Regions from separate parts of the Sus scrofa genome. Here all the other regions are linked to region 1. The links are chromatin contacts, called in public Hi-C and HiChIP or PLAC-seq maps. All regions are on one chromosome and are shown on one strand. The core of a region is the stretch at or near the end of the contact, and the rest is flanking DNA. Distances in the headings are between cores, read along the strand shown. Region 1 holds the start of APP (amyloid beta precursor protein). Region 2 holds the start of ATP5J (ATP synthase-coupling factor 6, mitochondrial). Region 3 holds the start of CYYR1 (cysteine and tyrosine-rich protein 1). Region 4 overlaps APP (amyloid beta precursor protein). Region 5 overlaps APP (amyloid beta precursor protein).

Region 1 (2,669 bases), core at 45-2,544:
GCTAAACCGGACTGCCCAGCACTGCCAGGGAAGAGGCCGCGCCTTAATCAGACAAACGCCTCCTTTGATGCACAGGAAGAGAGCTCGTGGCTCCCCACCACCCGCCACTGCCCCTTCCAGACGCACACTCCACTCTCCGCGTATTTCTCCCCAAGGACTTTACAACCGAGAACAGAATGAGCAAGCCTCGGAGGTGATGGGGTGGGGGGAGGAAGTAGAGGGGCCCAGAGGCTCGGCCAGAGTCGCCCCAGCAGCGCCCCAGCCCCCTCCGGGACGGGCGCGCAGCGCGGAGAAGGGAGTCAGGCGGGAGCCTCGGTGGCGCACAGACTAACTCAGCTCAGCCCACCGCGCCCCGGGCTGGCGAGGGCGGGGTGTCGCGGCTTTTGTTCCCGGGGACCTTCCTTGTCCCTCTCCCGGAGAATGTGAGGGTGCGAGCGAACGCCCGGGATATTTAGGCTTGGGGAAGGTGCGATGTGGCTGTGGATCTCCGACCCCTCCCATCTCTCGCAACTTAGCACAAAAGGGAGACACAGAAATGCACAAAGTTTGCCTGCCGAGGGTGGTGCCTGACCCTGCTTGGGGTCGCACTCAGGAGGCAGCCCCGAGCAACCGAGAAGAGGGAGGAGGAGGAGGTCGGGCAGAAAAGGGGCGGTGGGGATGTGAAGGGAAGGTGAAACCGCGGGGGAAAAGCGAGGGAAAGCGGGGGTGGGGGGGTTGGGGAGAGAGATGACCAGCTTCCCAAGCCGTCCCGACTCCTCCCTAGGGCCCGAGAGAAAGGGAAAGGCAGCGATTAAGAGCTGGGGACAGGATCCAGGGACTGTGGGTTTTCGGCTTTTCCCACGTGCTCCCTCCCCCACCTACCATCTGGACGTCTCTAGCTGCCCCGGGTCCCCGGTTCCGAGGCAGGGACTAAGTCAGGGTCTGAGCTGCAGATAGCCTCCTCCTCTTCTCTCCCCCGACTGAAGCGGACCCGGGCTCCCGACCCCTCACCCGCTCCTTCCCCGCGGGCCGGAGAGCGCGTCCCCGGGGCAGGGCTGGGCCAGAAGCGGGGATGCGCAGGGTGCCCGCAAGCGGGGGCGTAAGGCCTGAGGAGAGTGGGGTGGTCCTCGACTAACCCCAGCTTCTCTGGGTTAAAGACTTGGATTAATCGGGTCTCCACTGTCCCCCTCCGACCCCATTCCGAGGCGCGGCACCCACCTCCAGCGCCCGAGCCGTCCAGGCGGCCAGCAGGACCAGTGCCAAACCGGGCAGCATCGCGACCCTGCGCGGGGCACCGAGTGCGCTGCTGTTCGCGTGGGATCCGCCGCGCCCTTGCTCTGCCGGTGTCGCTGCCGCTGTCTACGGTGGCCCCGCGCTCGCGCTGCCCCGGGTGCTCTCTCCTACCGCTGCCGAGGAAACTGACCGAACAGCAGCGCGGCGGCGGGGCTCGGAGCCCGGGCGAGTCAGCTGATCCGGCCCACCCCGCTCGGCACCCGAGAGAGACCCCTAGCGGAGCCGCCGGGGAGCTGCGCGCGCTCGGCCGGGAGGGGCCCGCGGCCCCCGGCGCCCCCGGCGCCCTCGGCGCCCACAGGTGCGGGGCCCTCGGCTCCCGCCGGGTCCCCCCGGCTCCCCGCCCGCTTCCCTGGCCTGGACCCCTCGAGCAGTAGGAGGGAGACTCTGGGGCCGGGAGAGGGACCGTGCAGGATCAGGGAAAGGTGAGTCGTAGGACGACTGGGCTCCAGAAAAGTCGGGAGCGCTCCCCGCTCGTTCCCGTGAGCTTGACTCATCCGACCCCGCAGGCCTCTCGGGGGTGTCGTATAAATGGGTTGCTGCTGGGGTGCGTTTTTATCCGCATTTAATTTTTTGTCTCGGTTTGGAGAGGTGGGGGAGGCGTTTCTGGAAGAGACTGAGAACAAGACTAGCTTAAAGGAAATAGGATTTCTTTGCTTGCTAGGAGAGCAAAAGCCCTCTTTTTTTTTTTTTTTTTTTTTTTTTTTTTTGTCAAAAGCAGCCACGAGCAACCTGGAATTTCTATCTTTAGACTGAACCGAAGGAGAAAGGCGCCGGACCAGGAGAAGAAGCGGCGACCTATTTACTTCTCCTTGAAAGAAGGGTTTTTAATTTTTTTTTTAAATTTTTTGTTTGTTTTTGTTTTGAGAAGGGGACAGTCATCTGGGATTTTTTTTTTTTTTTTTTTTAAATCAGGCAGGGATGTAGTGTCCATCTGAGACGCGGGTGAAGTGAAAGAAAGGTTGTGGAAAGATGATTTCTCCTCGACCCCCATACCTCAGAACTTCTGACCTCCAACTCCGTCCTTGTTCCTTCTTGTGTCTGCCCGGGATTACAGAAGTGAACCTTCTAGGGAAGCCACTTTCTCCTAGGTTAAACACAATCCACCCATGGTCGGGTTAGTGTCTGGTGAGTCTAGAATGGTCTAGAACTGCCCTGCTCTTGACCTGAAGGACAAGCCACAGTCCACAGGGGCGCTGGTGGGAGGGAAAGAAGCCACAGGCTCAGCCGTGGAATCGTGGCTCAGCCGAGGATGCCGGCTTCCTTCCAGATAAGATAACATTTCTGGGCCAGCTCCCCTGGATATTGTCTTCTCTCTTATTAACCCCGTTAGGCATCCAAGCTGGTCCCTTGAATTACTTTCTCTCCTGAATGACCTTTGAACCTCCTCAACCAATGGT
Region 2 (2,669 bases), core at 121-2,620, 430 kb before region 1:
TTCCTTCTTGGCAACCATGTTAACAACGTCTGTAAGCCAAGTCCCCTCTTCTGCAGCTAGCGTCTGCTTCGTTAGGGTTTTCGAGGGGTAGAACTGTAAAACAAAGCTGCTTAACCAAGTTTTAGCACTACCAATCCTTACAGTTGGGTTGCAAACTTTCAGGATTCCTATTACCCTTTTCCCTCTAACGTTCTACTTTAAATAGTTCAGAACAATCTCTTGCGCGCCCTGGCTGAACAGGCCTGGCTGCAGACCGGCCCGGCAGGCTTGACCTTGAGCTGTCCCAGCCGGGGAGATAGTCCAAAAGCCCCGGACTCCACGCCTCCCATACCATCCCGGTTTGCCCCGAGAGCAGTATTATCAGGGCTATTGAGTCTGCTACAACCTTCAGGCCTAAAAGCGCCGAGCAAAAACCCCGGGCCAGGCCGTGAAGGTATCCGGGATTTAAGGCTGCTCTCTCTTCCTGAAAGGCAGAGGTAATAAGCATCCCTGCCTCTCGTGAAGAAAGCCACAATCTGAGTTCTAGGAAACAAAGTTAGTCCACTACCCTCCCAGTCACCTTGTACTCAGTCCCGAGCTGCCAGAGCCAGCACCGCCGCCACCGTTCTACTTCCGGCCCTGGCTCCGCCCCCCACCCGCCTACCCGCCATTGCAAGGCATTGTGGGTCGCCGTTTCAGTCGGTCGACACTCACCGGACAGGAAGCGTCTCGGAGACAGTCTGCGACCGGACGGCTCTAGGTGAGACAGAAGCCAAACAGAAGGAGGAAGTGGAGGGTAAGTGCTTCCGGGTCCCCTGGACGCCTCCGCCATCTTTCCCTCGCCCAACTTGACCTGCTCTTCCCCCCTCGGAAATCTTTTGTACGCATGCGCACTTGGACTAGCCTTTCTCCTAATTCAGTTTCCCCCACCCCCACCCCGCGCCCCGAGTCAGCGTCCTATTCCTTGGGGGTGGTTGAGGTGTATGATTGCGCAGGCAAAGTGAGGGTGTAAAACAAAGCGGATTGGGGCGTTGCGTTACCTGTGCCTCGCGAGCCCCCGTAGCCTAGAGTGTCCGTTTCGCACAACCTGCTGGGAGTTGTAGTCCCGGACCCGGGGGTGCCTGGGAGGCGGGAGGGGGGTTGGAGTTTCTCAGCGCCGTTTTCGCGGGAAGGGCCCGGGGCCTCCCATTTCGAGTCGCGGGAGCTGCGGGTCTTACCGGGAGAGACGCTGCACGTGGAGCCCGCGCCGCTGCCGTTCTCAGCCGGCTCTGGAGTGCGGGCGGGGGCGACGGGGCTGAATCCGGAGCGGGTGAGTGCGGCCGCGGGGGAGGAGGGGAGCGCGGGCCCGCGCGGGCCGGCTTCGTTCCGGGGCCTTCTCCCCCACAGCGGCCCCCCCGCGGCCGCCTCTGTGTTTTGTTTCCGCTGGTCCCCGGCGCTGTGACTCCCATTTCCGTTCGTGGAGACTTGAGGGAGCCGGGTGGGGAGGGGCGGGGGAGGCTGTGCGGGGAGCGGAGGGGAGGGGCGGGGGGCGCGCGGCGCGGGGCTCTGCGAAGCCGCGCGCCCCCGGGGCTGGGGTCGTTCCTGTCACCTTTCGCCACCCCCTTCCTTTACTGTCCCCTGCTGGACTGTCCGCCGTGGTCTGCATTCGCAGTGGTCGAGATCCGATCCTGACGCCCCCAGGATTTCGGAGGAAGATGCAAAACCAATCTCCTTGCCAACTCAGCGATTCGCTCACTTCAAATTCAGTTGTATTTCTAGAATTGTTTTACAGTTGCATCCAAGCCATCTGTTAATGTATATGGTGTCCATTGGATTTCTTTTAAAAACGAGGAAGTAAGACGAGGAGGAAATGATGGGTTAATGTAGTTCATCAGCTTTTTTAGATTTTCATGTTGTGTTTCAGCTTGATTAGGTTAACGGCAGGGAGGACTACGCCTAATGTTGCGTTGCCAGAGCATGAGTAGTGATTTAGAAATACACGCAGAAAGTCTGACCCATGGGAGGAGCAAAGATTTAGAAGGCTTCACTTGAGCAAAGTGAGGAATTGGGCAGTGATAACATTCTTAGATACTGCGTTGTCTTAAACTTCCAAAGAAACTGGTCCACTCATTCGAAGCTACTTTAAGGGGATAATGACCTCTCTCAGGGTTTGACCCAGACTTTTCAAGTTTATTTATTTTTAAACATAGTCTGACACGAGGTGGACTTAAGTCAGTTTTACCTGGATTGTGTCTACAGGACCGAAAGCCTTGAGGGGTGTATATAGAGTCTGGAAGTAAGGACATAAATAATGAGGGAGATGTTAAATTGAGGCAAGGCATGTGGAGGCTGAATATTAAGTTAAAACTGTTGGTTTTCATTCACCTCCAGCTTTATTCATAAAACTTAAAAAGTCTGCAGGATAATTGAAAAAAAAAATACAATGAAATGATACAACCAACATCTTCACCTTCAGAGGTCACCAAGTGTTAACCTTTCTCCACATTTGCTTTCTCTCTTTCCATGTGTACACACATTCACACACACACAGACTTGTGTGCTTATTTTTAGCTATTGACTTTATTTTAAAAAAAAATATTTTTTAATTTCCTCAGGTATTTAAAAATATTTTTTAACTTGAGAAAATACGCAGTTGATCAGGCAGGTACTCCCCAATTACACTTGTTATTTATTTGTTGTCCTTTTACTGG
Region 3 (2,669 bases), core at 54-2,553, 350 kb after region 1:
CCAAACAAGAAAACTGCTTTGTTTCATCAATTGTTAGCAATTCTCACTAAGAATAATCAAAATGAGGGAAATTGCTTATGAATTCAGCAAAAAAGGATTCGATTCAGGGTGAATTTATGCCTCTCAAAAACTTCATATTTCGACTCAAAGCTTCCAATTGCCCTGTCAACCACACTTAAGAATCATCTTCTAAAGGATGAAAACAGAAATCTAAGGTTTTTTATTTTAAAAAGGAAAAGCCGGAATATTCAGAATGTGGTGGTGGAAGGGGCCATGGGTAGACTTTACTGAAATGGAAAAGTCTCCAGATTAGTTTATTGGAAAAACTTTAGCAATACCTCTAAACGTCTTGTCCTTTATAAAACAAACAAACAAACAGACAAAAAAACTGCTTTCCTCCCACTGCTCAGCCTCCTCTTTCACCCCAATTCCTGAATTCTGGATATGACAGGGAAAATTTCGCGCTATCCAGAAAATAAAATCCCCTAAATGAGAAATGTGGGATTGAGATTAGTTACTTTGCCTGGAGAGAGAAAAAGGAAAAGAGAAAGCGTGGGGGAGAAAAAAGAAAAAGAAACGATGAAAGAAAGGGGCAAAACACAAGCGCATAGAGGTCGAGCCCAGGGCTCCAGCGCGGTGGCTTCTCTGCTCCCGCCTCCGGGGACCACACAGTCTCTGACCTCCCACCACGGTCCCCGCGCGTCGCGCCCAAGCCGCCTTGCCCGGAGTGTGACCTCAGCGCAGCCCCGAGCCCCCTTCCCCTCTCTCGTCGCCCTAGGTCACTGACCTGCGTAGACAAAGAGCAGCACCAACTTCGGAAGCAAGACCCCTGGACACCCGGGCAGCCTCCGCGCGTCCATCCAAGCCAGTGGCCGGAGGTTGCGCGCCAGGACAAACCGACAGAGAGACGGACAGACCGGTGTGTAGAAAGGGCTCGAAGTCGAGGGACAGCCCGGAACCGGGAGGGGACGGGGGCGCTGGAGGGCGGTCAGATGGAGAGGGCGACGCTCCGGAGAGCGGGGTGGCGCGGAGACCTGGCCATGGCCCTGGGAGTCTCGGAGGCGAGCCCGACCGCCGCGCGGGACTGCGCTGGGGCCAAGGTCTCTTTGTCTGTCCCCGGGGCTCCTGAGGCGGGCTAAGCGGCGGGTCCGGAGTCCTCGGCCACCGAGGCTCACATTTCATCTCCGCGGGTGGCACCTACTCGAGGCTGGGGGCGGGGGTGACCCCGACTCCTCCCCACCGCTCCAGTTCTTCCTTCTGTTAAGTGACTCTCCCTGCTCGGCCCGCTCCTGAAGGCATCTTTTCTAACTCTTGCTATGGCTACTGCCGAGGAGTTTAGAAAGCTTTGCCGCCCTGATTTATCCTTTTGAAGCAATGGATGAAGAACTTTGTTTTTCAACTTTAGGCAAATGGAGGGAATTTTCAGGGTTTAAGATATAAGACCTAGAAAGCCAATGAAGAAAACCTAGGAGAATTGCAGAATACAGAAAGAGTGCACGATTTCTCTGCTGAAAGCTGGTAAAATGTTTTGTTTGTTAAACCCCTCAAACATTTCCAGTAAAGTCAGGGAAAACAAAACAAAAGAAGAATGCACACAATCACCACTATTATTTGACATTGTTCTGGAGTTACTGGCCTATGCAATTAGATAAGAGCAAGAAAAATGCATAAAAACTGGAAGCAAGACTATAATTTCAAATATACTTTATACATGGAAAATCAAAGAGAATACAAAAGACGTGCATAAGTGAGTAGAGATCTTGCTTGACTAGGAAAATTCACTATCATAAAGAAAATTTCCCTAAATTAATCTACAAATCTTGGAGTTAAACTGAACTTAAAAAAAATACCATCATGATATTTTTTTCAAGCCAATCTTATAATAAAGTTTACTTAGAGAATAACCAAGTAAGAATATCAGTTTTTTAAAAAAGAGTGATGGATGTAATAATCCTCAACATATATAAATATAACATCACAATAATTGAAACTTTTTTGTTGTTGTTTTGGCCTAACACCTAGCATATGGAAGTTCCTGGGCTGGGGATCAAACCTGAACCTCAGCAATGACTGGTGCTCCTGCTGAGACAACCCCAGATACTTAACCCACTGCACCACAATGGGAACTCTGGAAACAGTTCTGATTAACACTAGAATAGATAGGCTCAATGGACCAGAAGGGAGAATCCAAAGAGATGTATGTACAGAAATTTAATTTCCTGGTTTAAAAAAATTATTATTTTAAAGTAAAGGAGAAAATTACAGGTTATTCAGTGAATGAGTTAGGGTCATGAATAGGCATCTATAAAGTCTCATCTTCTTTCATCAAAATCAATTCTATATAAATTAAACATTTAAGCTTAAAGATATAATTATGAAAGTATTAAAAATGAAAGGATCACATTTAAATAATTATGGAATAGAAAAGGCTTTTCTAAGCATTATTTAAAAACTCAGAAACCGTAAAAGAAAAAAATGAGCAATTTGAATTCATAAGAATTAAAATGTTCTATAGATGATAAATCAAGCATTTAACTGACAAAAATATTTGCTATGCTTAGTATATAAAGAGGGCTGATCTCCTTAATAGATAAAAAAGCTTTCAAAGATCATAAGGAAAAGATAACCAAAAAATGTTGAGCAGGGAGATTAAGAGATATCTATCTTCT
Region 4 (2,669 bases), core at 43-2,542, 280 kb before region 1:
TCACAAAAAAAGTGTTTTAGACTGGGTGAAAGAAACCGAATCTGCCTCTTCTTCCCCACCCTGAATCACTCTGAATATTTAACACCCACAGTCATCCTTCAAAGAAAACTCTTGCCCAGTGTCGTTTTATTTAATTTATTTATGTAATACAGTGTAGAAAGCTATCATGGTCATAAGCAATGATTCTGTACAATATCCTGCAGAAAATTTGGGGGGAGAATTCTTGGTATTTTGAGACCAGCAGAGCGCCCCCCCACCCCCCGCCCCATAAAAGTGCTTGCAATGAACAGGGATTTTTTTTTTTTTTATCAAAGATCCGAAGGTACACGGACAAAAGAAGTTTTAATTCTCAATGCCTAATGTGTGCACATAAAACAGGCACAAAGAAATAAACGTGTATCCTCATAATTCCTATATCACAAATATAGCAGAAGCAGCAATCTGTACAGTCAAATGCAATCGTGGAAAAAACTTCTCTAACTCATTTGGAATACATAAAAATGTTTACCTTTAAAATGCATAGTGATCAGGAAAAGAATACTTAGGCAAGAGAAGCAGCTAAACTCCCACGTTCACATGAAGCATCCCCCATCGATTCTTAAAGCATATTTCAAAGTAGGACTTAATTGGATCACAAAACCACAAGAATAATATACAACTGGCTAAGGGGCTACATGATAAATAATCAGGAGGGAATCTATTCATGCACTAGTTTGATACAGCTTCATTCTTTACAGTACACAAAACCCATTAATAATGTAGTGTAGAGACCGGAAATGTAAAGAGAGAGAATACATTACTGATTCGTAATATTAATTCAAGTTCAGGCATCTACTTGTGTTACAGCACAGCTGCTGAAAGGCGATCATGAGTAAATAATAAAACAGAAGGGTTTGTGTCTTTCCCCATTATTCTATAAATGAACACCAATGGGTAGTGAAGCAATGGTTTTGCTGTCCAACTTCAGAGGCTGCTGTGGCGGCGGTCTAGTTCTGCATCTGCTCAAAGAACTTGTAAGTTGGGTTTTCATAGCCATTCTGCTGCATCTTGGAGAGGTGGCGCTCCTCCGGGGTCACAGCTGCGTCAACCTGAAAAGCAAGAACGAGTTTCCTAAGCAATCTTTTAAGAGCGCACAGCGAGGAGCAGTACAAAGATGAGGTACACTGTACTCTTCTTTAGCCCCAAATGCAGAACACCCACAATTTTCCCTTTTCTTCCCACTTTGACACAGAGCAGAACGCCGGTGCCCAGCAGTTACGCAGCTGCTCCGTCTCAGCCACCAGGTGGCGCTGAAAACCTTGCCGTGCCGGCTTGGCTTGCAAAGCGCTCATTGGCTGCGGCCCCACCTTAGTAACTGGATACTTCTAGGGCAAGGAAGACAGTTTGATTCTCTTTTGGCTTAAAAAAGGACAAAAGGCTTCCATGCAAGACTGTTTGTTTAACTTGAAGGTATGACAGTAAGCTAAGAAAAAAAAAAAAAAAAATCCAAGAGTATCACAGAGATGCAGCAAAGTAGAATGGACACCATTCAAATCTGAACTTCTGAGTACCTTCCCATGCCTGTTTCAGTTTGTCCCCGTTTTTTCTCAATTTAATATGTTAAAGAGAAACTCTTTTAATTAAAATAATGATAAAGGTATACCAGAGAGGTATTATTAGAAAATATAGAGGGAGCTGCCTTTGTGGCTCAGTGGAAATGAATCCGGCTAGTATCCATGAGGATGAAGGCTCGATCCCTGGCCTGGCTCAGTGGGTTAAGGATCTGGTGTTGCCCTGAGCTGCAGCGTAGGTTGCAGATGTGGCTGGAATCGGGCATTGCTGTGGCTGTGGTGTAGGGATGCAGCTGCGGTTCTGATCCCAGCCTTAGCCTGAGAACTTCCACATGCCGAGAGTGTGGCCCTAAAAAGCAAAAAAACTAAACAAACAAAAAAGAAGATATAGAAAGAACATGCTGCTCAGATTACAGATTATCTCTTTTAAACTTTAAAAATTTTTAAAACTATGACACTCTGAAAGTATGTCCAGCTGAATGTTTAAACAGATGCTCCCTGGTGATGCAGTGGTCTTCTCTATGAACAAGCCAGCGGTTGTGAATGAGTGTTCTTCCCCTGGTGTCACTGTTAGGATGGGGTTACACTAATTTACTCTCTGCAGGCTGCAAACATGTCAGGTGGGGAGGGGCTGCTCAGGTTTCTAGTGTATTTGCTGCACCTCAAACAGTCCACAGAAGGGAGGAAGAATTTCACTCTTTGCTGAAGACATAAATGTTTAGTTTGGGGATTACTGTTTTAAAACTTTTTGGTACAACTATTGGAATCATACAAATTTAATCAATACAAATTTAATCAGAGTGAAGAGGTGAGTCTTCCGTAGGAAAATTAAGGGGTGCCGTCCAGAAGATGGTTTTTCCTTCAAAGGGATGTTTTCCATTCTGTATGTGAGATTGGGCTCCCCACATCATTTCCAGGAGAAAACCTCAAGTGTACCTCACTGCCAAGTGCTGTATGGGGACATTTCAGCTCCTTAAGCAGTCCCCCCCCCCAAACCCAAGGAGGGAAAAGCAGCAGATAGCAGGCCTATTGGAGTTAAGACCCCAGGTCTAAGGATGGGAGTGATGGGGGTGTGGGGAATGCTATGACTAGACCACACCAGCTAATGAATAATTTAGA
Region 5 (2,669 bases), core at 51-2,550, 260 kb before region 1:
TCAGCAATTTCATTACAGACCATGCAGCTTTCTGGTGCACACAGCCCAGGCATAATGCAAATCCAAAAATGGGATTATAAGCCCAAGTTGATTTTGAATGCCACACGCTGGCAGGAACAGTGAGGGAGAAGAAAGAGGCAGCAAGCCAAGTCTTCAAAATATGCGAGAAAATAATGTTTCTGGGAATACCATGGCCTTTTTTTTTTTTTTTTCTTTTTGTCTTTTTAAGGCTGCACCTATGGCATATGGAGGTACCCAGGCTAGGGGTTGAATCGGAACTGTAGCTGCTGGCCTGTGCCACAGCCACAGCAACAGGGATCTGAGCTGCGTCTGCGACCTACACCACAGCTCATGGCAACACCAGATCCTTAACTGACTGAGCAAGGCCAGGGATCGAGCCTGTGTCCTCGTGGATGCTAGTCAGATTCGTTTCCGCTGAGCCATGATGGGAACTCCTACCAGGGCATTTGGATGCATCAAAAGAGAAAGGTGGTTTGGTCCTTTATCATGAAGAGGAGAAGGTAGGGCAGAGGCATATAAATCCAACATTTATAATTCAAGCGACTTTGGGCCAATGACCGTGTCTAAGGCTGTTTCTTCATAATTAAAGTAGAAATAATATTAGCTATGTTCTAATTGGGGGGAGGGGGCATGCCCACGGCATGCAGAAATTCCCTGGTCAGGGATCGAACCTGCACCACATCAGTGACAGCCATGGCTCCTTAACCACAGGGGACTCTGTTATCTTCTCAGGTTAATGAGGAACAAAAAAATGTTTAAATCCATTTCAAAACTCTCAAAAACTATAAAACTGCACTTATTAAATTGCCTATGCATGAAATATTCTCTAACAACTACTGTGAAGGTGACTAATTTCTGGTACTCTATTCATGTAGCAGATTAAAACGCACTTCTTCTTGCAACCCCCAGATAGATCTGAACAAAAGTGCTTCTCCATATTTCATTTTTTTCCCATCTGCAGCCATGTATAGTGAGGGATTAACCCTTGTAAAATGTGTTAACCGGAGAATTATCGTACTTGGAGAACTTCCTGATGACAAGTGCCTCAAATAGTGCTTCAGCCGAAGGTAAGAATGGACCAAAGCAAATTTACAGAGCAAAAGAAGTAACTTTAAGGGGTCACCTGCATCAGTAATTAAATCATTAGAAACTGTATTCAACCCTGGGGAAAGCAGTTGAGTCTGAGATTTAATTTCAGGCTGAAGCCTCGGTGCTCCATCTCAGGGTCCATTTTAATGCAAACACTTATTTTCTCTGAGCTCTTGGGCAAACCACATTCTTGCTGAACCTCAGTTTTGTCACAAGGAAGCTGGGTTTTTCTTGGGCTCAAATGTTCACACATATGTCTTACAAATAATAAAGCCCTGTTTCGTAATTACTCAAGGAAATATCTAAAAGCATCAAATATGCACAGAAAAAAGTCTGAAAGGGGAATTTCCGTCGTGCCTCAGCAGAAATGAATCTGACTAGCATTTATGAGGACAAAGGTTTGATCCCTGGCCTTGCTCAGTGGGATAAGGATTCGGCATTGCCGTGGGCGGTGGCGTAGGCCAGCAGCTACAGCTCCGATTGGACCCCTATCCTGGGAACCTCCATATGCCATGGGTGTGGCCCTAAAAAGACCAAAAAAAAAAAAAAAAAGGCCTGAAAGACAGGACCACAAAAAGCTATCATTAGTTTATTCCGGGTGAGGAAATCATTTCTATAAATTTCTCTGCCTTCTTGCTTCAAGCTGCATGTATTATTTAAAAACAGTAATCAAGTTTTTCCTATTTTTTAGGATGGTACACAATAATACTTTTAGGGACTTAAAATTTAGTCTCTTAAATTTAGGCTTTAACTGTGTGAGGCTGATTTATGCATGAATTAATCTTCAAAAAATAACTAATTTTGTGTTTAGTGATCAGACATTAATGTTTTTAAAAAAGATAATTAGACAGGACTGCAAAAAAAGAATGTATATTGACAAGACAAAATAATGAATTCTTTCTCAATCCAAAGTAAATACTTTCTAATTTTACTTTTTTTACTCTCTAATTTTTCAAATGAACTGTCACACATCGAAACAGAAAGTACTTCAAAATGCTGCTCAAAACATGCTACATTGACTGCTTAGTAAATTCGATATAGGTAACACCATCTCAAAGAGTTAAAATAAAACAATTCAGCAATGTGTCTTGCACTGCCTTCAGCTGCTATGAATCAAACAGTCCCCAGATAAAAAGAGAGAAACAAAATGATGGAAACTCTAGGACTTCTGAGTTTGTTAGCTCTGGCCTTCTTTGTAATAAACCAGTTCTTAGCTAGCTGGTGCCCAGCACAACCTCCCCTCCTCACCAGGCCTAAGGTGATGGAGGAATCAGCAGGAAACCAGCATTACACGTAGATAAGAGGGGCCCGACAAGGACTGGTTTGCAGCTTTGAACAGCACTTTATCTCAGTTTCTCCATTTGTCCACTGCTGCTCTATGGCCAGGTGAAAATGTGTTAAGAGGGCAGCTTTACAATGCAGTTACACACATATAGTCTTACAAGACCTGTTGTGCCGTGTGAAGAATATTCTAGTATCTTATGCATGTATTTTACACAGACAACTGACTGCTGGCCACAAAGACTTTCTGGTGGCCAGGGCATTCTTATTGATCTTCT

The links. A called contact is a pair of places that touch in the nucleus more often than the background predicts. HiChIP or PLAC-seq counts read pairs in DNA pulled down with a chosen protein or histone mark.
Region 2: a contact with region 1 is called in an H3K27ac HiChIP or PLAC-seq map of alveolar macrophages. The contact joins the promoter of ATP5J here to the promoter of APP in region 1. A contact is called at or near these places in 1 of 5 promoter capture datasets (fetal liver), 2 of 47 Hi-C or Micro-C datasets (embryonic fibroblasts and omental adipose tissue) and 1 of 2 datasets of contacts at active chromatin or transcription factors (alveolar macrophages).
Region 3: a contact with region 1 is called in an H3K27ac HiChIP or PLAC-seq map of skeletal muscle, with 4 times the contacts expected there. The contact joins the promoter of CYYR1 here to the promoter of APP in region 1. A contact is called at or near these places in 2 of 47 Hi-C or Micro-C datasets (fetal heart ventricle and heart right ventricle) and 1 of 2 datasets of contacts at active chromatin or transcription factors (skeletal muscle).
Region 4: a Hi-C map of omental adipose tissue shows a contact between it and region 1, with 2.1 times the contacts expected there. The contact joins the enhancer-like site here to the promoter of APP in region 1. A contact is called at or near these places in 2 of 5 promoter capture datasets (fetal liver and liver), 16 of 47 Hi-C or Micro-C datasets (alveolar macrophages, embryonic fibroblasts, epiblast stem cells and 10 more) and 2 of 2 datasets of contacts at active chromatin or transcription factors (alveolar macrophages and skeletal muscle).
Region 5: an H3K27ac HiChIP or PLAC-seq map of alveolar macrophages shows a contact between it and region 1. The contact joins the enhancer-like site here to the promoter of APP in region 1. A contact is called at or near these places in 2 of 5 promoter capture datasets (fetal liver and liver) and 2 of 2 datasets of contacts at active chromatin or transcription factors (alveolar macrophages and skeletal muscle).

What each region holds. Positions count from the first base shown.
Region 1 is chr13:189,714,658-189,717,326 of Sscrofa11.1, forward strand. APP (amyloid beta precursor protein) reads right to left here and starts at 1,295. Exons shown (of 18, transcript NM_214372.1): 1 at 1,198-1,295. The coding sequence starts at 1,254. It overlaps LOC110256540 (a long non-coding RNA gene), which reads right to left and starts at 1,191. Exons shown (of 2, transcript XR_002338172.1): 1 at 862-1,191.
Region 2 is chr13:189,288,864-189,291,532 of Sscrofa11.1, forward strand. ATP5J (ATP synthase-coupling factor 6, mitochondrial) reads right to left here and starts at 1,371. Exons shown (of 6, transcript XM_021071448.1): 1 at 1,197-1,371; 2 at 1,020-1,100; 3 at 694-735. GABPA (GA-binding protein alpha chain) reads left to right here and starts at 650. Exons shown (of 10, transcript XM_021071441.1): 1 at 650-775.
Region 3 is chr13:190,065,357-190,068,025 of Sscrofa11.1, forward strand. It overlaps CYYR1 (cysteine and tyrosine-rich protein 1), which reads right to left and starts at 1,304. Exons shown (of 5, transcript XM_021071450.1): 1 at 928-1,304; 2 at 788-887. The coding sequence starts at 1,182.
Region 4 is chr13:189,434,974-189,437,642 of Sscrofa11.1, forward strand. It overlaps APP (amyloid beta precursor protein), which reads right to left. Exons shown (of 18, transcript NM_214372.1): 18 at 311-1,088. The coding sequence ends at 987. Among named protein-coding and RNA genes, the nearest start is that of ATP5J, 150 kb to the left of the region's middle. Within about 2 kb of position 1,293, at least 5 of the 83 cell types and tissues checked have an H3K27ac peak or open chromatin away from gene starts, as enhancers often do. A contact at or near this core is called in omental adipose tissue, where this site is marked.
Region 5 is chr13:189,458,576-189,461,244 of Sscrofa11.1, forward strand. All of the region lies in intron 14 of APP (amyloid beta precursor protein), which reads right to left. Among named protein-coding and RNA genes, the nearest start is that of ATP5J, 170 kb to the left of the region's middle. Within about 2 kb of position 1,301, at least 12 of the 83 cell types and tissues checked have an H3K27ac peak or open chromatin away from gene starts, as enhancers often do. A contact at or near this core is called in alveolar macrophages, where this site is marked.